Linked DNA regions of Mus musculus: region 2 is linked to region 1. A link is a contact called in public promoter capture Hi-C data. All regions are on one chromosome and are shown on one strand. The core of a region is the stretch at or near the end of the contact, and the rest is flanking DNA. Distances in the headings are between cores, read along the strand shown.

Evidence for each region. Promoter capture Hi-C pulls out the DNA fragments that hold promoters and counts their contacts.
Region 2: a contact with region 1 is called in a promoter capture Hi-C map of cancer-associated fibroblasts, with 5 times the contacts expected there. The contact joins the promoter of Fendrr here to the enhancer-like site in region 1. A contact is called at or near these places in 2 of 39 promoter capture datasets (cancer-associated fibroblasts and liver), 4 of 484 Hi-C or Micro-C datasets (the C2C12 cell line, Th2 cells, cochlea and 1 more), 11 of 115 datasets of contacts at active chromatin or transcription factors (astrocytes, cardiomyocytes, craniofacial prominence and 6 more) and 4 of 9 other capture datasets (adipose tissue, embryonic stem cells, liver and 1 more).

Annotation. Positions count from the first base shown.
Region 1 is chr8:120,946,565-120,949,244 of GRCm38.p6, reverse strand. No RefSeq gene overlaps it. Among named protein-coding and RNA genes, the nearest start is that of Gm33471, 31 kb to the right of the region's middle. Within about 2 kb of position 1,369, at least 47 of the 459 cell types and tissues checked have an H3K27ac peak or open chromatin away from gene starts, as enhancers often do. A contact at or near this core is called in adipose tissue, cancer-associated fibroblasts and uterus, where this site is marked.
Region 2 is chr8:121,081,796-121,084,475 of GRCm38.p6, reverse strand. Fendrr (Foxf1 adjacent non-coding developmental regulatory RNA) reads left to right here and starts at 1,366. Exons shown (of 6, transcript NR_045471.2): 1 at 1,366-1,502. Foxf1 (forkhead box F1) reads right to left here and starts at 90. Exons shown (of 2, transcript NM_010426.2): 1 at 1-90. The coding sequence starts at 77.

The DNA of each region.
Region 1 (2,680 bases), core at 120-2,619:
TGAGCTGTGTGGCACATCCTCCAGGGGGAGAAGAGAGGATAGCCACTGCCTGTCCCAAGCCAGGGTTTCAACGTCCCCTTTCCTCCCGCCAGTCAGCACGGGGTCAGGATTTGGAATCTGTCAGGAAGTAGGCACTTGGCTCACAAAAAAAAAAAAAAAAAAAAAAAAAAAAAAAAGTCTAATTTTCAAAAGTTAATTTCAGGAAACTACGGTACTTTTTTTTTTCTCTTCTTTCCTTTTGCCCCCCCCACCAGGAAAGGAAGTTCGCACTCTCTAACTCAGTTTTTCTCACAGGGGAACAGAAAAATAACTCAAAGCACAGGCATACTCCGGCATCGCTGCTGCCGCCGCCGCCGCCACTGGCACAAGGCTTAATTTAAAAAGAACTGACAGCGACCGAGAAAGGATCTGCGGGTCGTCTGTGTGTGAGAAGGTTGTGAGACTCCTGGCTCCTCAGCCTTATCAAAGAAGCTCTGCTCACATGTACACACACACTCGTTGTATACACATGCGTGTACACACACCAGTGTATTCGCGCACACACTGCACATTAAGAATGGCTTGAGGGAAACAGCCGAGAGGGCAAGACCTCTCTCGCTTGTAGTTTCCTTTGTCTACTTTCCTACCTCTCCCCCAAAGGAACAACATTGTGTGTGTGTGTGTGTGTGTGTGTGTGTGTGTGTTCCTGAAACTAAGTAACTACAGGAGAGCAATGTCTACAGAGGGGTGTGTGTGTGTGTGTGTGTGTGTGTGTGTGTGTGTGTGTGTGTGTCAGTCCCTGAAACTAAGTAACTACAGGAGAGCAATGTCTACAGAGGTGTGCGTGCGTGTGTGTGTGTGTGTGTGTGTGTGTGTGTGTGTGTGTGTGTGTGTGAGTCCCTGAAACTAAGTAACTACAGGAGAACAATGGCTACAGAGGGGTGTGTGTGTGTGTGTGTGTGTGTGTGTGTCCCTGAGACTAAGTAACTACAGGAGAACAATGTCTCAAGAGGAAGCAGGGCCGGGGAGGGGACTGACCCATTTAGCAGATGTAAGTCTGAAGCTTACTAAGCAGAACACAGCCTTGCAACCATTCAGTCCCTGGGCTCTGTCCCCAGAACCACCTAAACTTGGTGTAATGGCACAGGACTGTCACCCCAGCACTTGGGAGGTGGAGACAGGAGAATCAGAAGTTCAAGGTCATCTTGGGGACACGGAGAGTTGCAGGCCAACCTGGACTATTTAAAACCCGGTCTGTAAATAAATAGAGAAATAATAAACAAACAAACAAGCAAGCAGTGATATCCAAGGCTTCAAGCTTTATCCCTGCTCTGGAAAAAAAAAGTCAGTGAGCCTAATTCAATCATTTCCGGACTGGGCCGGTTTCCTTGGTGTTGAACACCAAGTGGAAGATGCTGGCTCAGGGGCCTGAGTGCTCTTCTTAGCGGCAGGCTCTTCCCTCTCTTCTCTGGAACTCAGTGTAAAACTCTATGGAACTGAGATTCAAATCGTTCCGAGTTTGTGTCGAGGCCCTAAAAGGCAGGGAAGCCATGATTGCACTTCTGGCTTTGTCTGAAGAACCAGAGGTTAAGGTTGGCTGAGGGGTGTGTTCCCAGGGGTGTCACCTCAGACCAGCCTCACATGACATCCCCAGGAGAAGTTCCTTTCCTTGGCAGAGCAGTCCCTGGCTGCCTACTCCTCCCTTTGGGCTGGGCTGCAGAGGGTCAGCTGGGATCAGGAGGAGCAGGCGAAGAGCCCCAGAGCTCACGGGAGGGCCGTCGCCCCAACATGGGGTAAACAAACTTGTCTTAAAGGTCACTTCTTCAGGCTCTGGCTCCAGAGGCCCGGAGGAAGCTGCAATCATTTTTCAGGGCTGTAAATGCCAGAGAGGAACGCACTGAGTCACAGCTTTCCTCCACATTGCTGGCCAGAGAAGCCTCTTGCAAGGCGTTTCCTTGCCAAATAAAGTCGCTGCTTTCCGCCTGAACCCGAACTGGGCCTTGGGTAACCTCTACTCAAGGGTCTTGGGACGTGAGCTTTTAAATTTAGAGTGGGAACTGAAGAGTTTCCAGCCAAGGTGCTTGCCTCAGAGGAAGCAGAGCCAACCCACCCCCACCTTCTTCCCCTCGTGATTGGCAGCTCAAAGATGGGGACCACGGGCCATGCGCATTCGAAAGCATCTCTGGGTACACATCAACCTTGCTCCTAGCTTTCACTCAGTTAAACTCTGAGCCCCTTGTTCTGAAGCAAAGTGAAAAAGAGTCTTTTGTGGCCATCTTCCTACGGTACCAAGCATCTCCGAGCTGAGCCTGTTGCTTCCATGCCTGGAAGGGTTCAAGTGCCCCTGAGAGGGAGGGTGACATAAATTGTGAAGACAGACCGTGGTGAGACTAAGAGCTCTCCTGTCCAAAACACAGGCATCCAGCTCACAGGGAACAGCCTCCTTCTAAAAATACGCACGTCCCCAGTGGGACTGACTGTTGGGCTAATTCATTTTATAGTGCGGCTGCCTAATGAGAAGGCCTTCCCCTCAGAGTCCTGAGATTTGGACACCCAGAGAAAGAAATTCTAAAGAACAGCACTGAGGTTTATGTAGGCATCTGGGAAGAAGGGAGGCAGATGAACAGGAGGAAAGGACAGGGTGGGGATCATGGCCAGCTACGCCTCTTGCTTTCTTAAAGGCACTTCTGTACCTGGAAAA
Region 2 (2,680 bases), core at 117-2,616, 140 kb before region 1:
ATGGCCTGGCCGCCCGCGCCGCCGCCTCCTCCTGTGCCCCCGCCGTGCGGCGGCTGCTGCTTGTCGGGCGCGGACATCGGGTGGCTGCTGCCGCCGCCGCTGCCGCCGCTGCTCTGCGCTGCCGAGCCGGGAGGAGGAGGAGGAGCAGGAGGGGAGGGAGGGGAGGGGGCTGCGCGGGGCGGCTGCACCTCTGCCGTCACTGCGGCTCCCGAGCGCGCCTCCCCCGCAAGCCCGCCCTCCCCAGGCGCGCTATTCTCCTCCTCCTCCCTGCGGGAGGCCACGCGCATCAGGGGGCCCGGCACCGCCCCCCCCGCCTACTCCCCCCCCCCGCCGGTGCACGCCTTTGCGCCCCCGCAGCCTGCAGTGTCCGATCCCCCGTAGCTATTCAGTGGGCTCAAGCCCCCCAGGTCCCTCCCCACGCGTCCCCAGCCCCCCTCCACCCCCGCTCCCCGGACTGCGAAGCCTGCCCCGCCTCTGCCGACCTGGACCCGGTGTGCCGGTCCCCGCCTCCTAGGCCCGGATGACCGGGCTGGACACGCGCCCGGGACTCCGGTCTTCCCGGCGCGCTGGGCTGCGGCGGTGGCGGAGGCCTTGGGTCGTGACCAGCGCGGGCAGAGAGAGCGATTGGGTTCCCGGCCCCCGGGGCAGGACGGCGTAAGTTCCCGAGAGGGACCGCCTCCCCTCACTCCCCGCCCTGGGAAGCGCTGCGCCGGCGCCCGGCGCTCCTCGGACTCGCCCAACCGCGCTGCAGCCACTGCCCCAGCCGAGCGCGGGCGGGCGGAAAACGAAACCGCAGGCGGCTTAGCGGGCGCTTTGTCTCCAAGCGCTGCAAGCGGGACCCGGAGAGTGGCTTCAGGTCGTGCAGTGCCACGAACCGCACAGGTTCCCTAGCAGGCGGCTTCGTGCACTCATTCATGAAAGCGCGCACACGCGTGCATTAACACGCGCCCGGAGCGCACACACAACGATGCCCCCAAGCGAATCCTCTAATCACCAACTTAGACGCGCAGGCTTGCACCAGTGCGCTCCCCACTCACGTTCCCCAGGGTCCCCCGGGAAGCTGCCACTCTCAGATCTGAATTCACAGAGCAAAGTCTCCTCGGAGCCCCCTCCCCCCACGCTTAACTCTGAAATCCGCTTAGTTGGCCCCGCGGCCCCGTGTCCCCTTTTACAAGCGCAGGTTCTGATTTCCTGAGAGATGGCAAAGTCCGGGGCAGGAAGTTTACAAGGCTCAACGTAAACACGTTCCGGGGGATCCTTTAATAATAAGAGTAGAGAAGCCCGCGGGCGCGGGGGGAGTTGGCCTGATGCCCCTATGGGCTCGGCCTGCCGCCGCCGCGGGGCCTCCGACGCTGCGCGCCAGGCCGGGTTCCGGAAAGCGGGTGGCGCAGGCGGGGAGCGCGTCAGGGAGCGGCCCTGGCTGCGGGGTCGCGGCCTTGGAGAGATGATGCGGGGCGCAGGACGATTCACGATCCCAGGTGGACTTGCGCGCTCGAAACCAGGTGAGTGTGGGCCTTCCGCAGCCCAGACACGCGCGCGCGCGCGCGGGAAGCCCTAGTGGCAGGGCGGGTGACGAAGGGGACCTTTACAGGAGTTGGTGCGAGGGACCTTGGAGCTAGGCGGCTGCGCCCTGGCGCGAGTTGCAAGAAGAGATGTCTGCGGGTCTCCTTCAAAGCCCGCTGGCCTCAAGTTTCTTTGGATTCTCGGTTCCCCATCTTCTCCCCACCCCCACGCCTTCAGCTTTGGTGGTAGGCGCCTTGTCGTCTTCGAGGCGCCTGGCACATCTGTGCGAGGGTCTGGGGGCTTACTGACTTAGGTTGTTGCTCTGTAGCTGCCTCCTTTGGCAGAACCGGGTTCGCAGGAGGCGAGAGTCGCCATCCCGTTCCTTTCTCCAGGACAGACTTTAGAACTCTGTGGTCCAACTAAATTAAAAGGGAGGAAGAAGGGAGGTGGACGCTTATGTGTGGTTATGTGTTCGTGCACATAGACGCTCTAGCAAGCCGGCTTCTGCGCCACACAGTCGGCCTAGACAGCACCCCTCAGCACCATCCACAGACTGGCGTCTGCCTTCTCACGGGACTTAAGTACAGTTAAGGGGCCCCACCCTGGAAGGGCGCACCACATGTAGCCTGCACGCTGCTGGACTGTGCCTTCGCCCACACAGAGCCACAGGATCACAAGAATGGGCCTTGTAGGCCAGAGCGCACCCTTCCACCCCAGGCCACACATTCCCACACCCCCAAGTTTTCTTCTCCCCCCCTTTCTCCTTTCTTTTCCTCTCCATTATTTTCTTTTTATTTACGGTTTGTTTTTTTTTTTTTTCCTCTTACACTGGCAATTGCAGACCTGAGGACTCTGGGCTGTACCTCAGGGAGGGAAGTTCTCAGAAGGGCGCTACATAGCTGGCCTTTAGCGAGAAGTGAGCTGAGGAAGGCGCCCATTTTCCGAGCCGGCACAGGCTGTATTTTGCATGCTGCCCCAGTCCAGCCTTGCCTCTGACCTCAGATCAAGGGTGCCTCCAAATCGAGGGGACGTGAAGCTCTTTTCCAGTTAAAGGATGTGTGCCCATAGGTGACCTCCAGATCTGCCCCCCTTCCCGAACTCCCACAGACCGCTGTCAGAGGCTCTTTAGGGTATTTTGTAGAGAAATTTCCTTTTCAGGGGAGGAAACTGAAGTTTC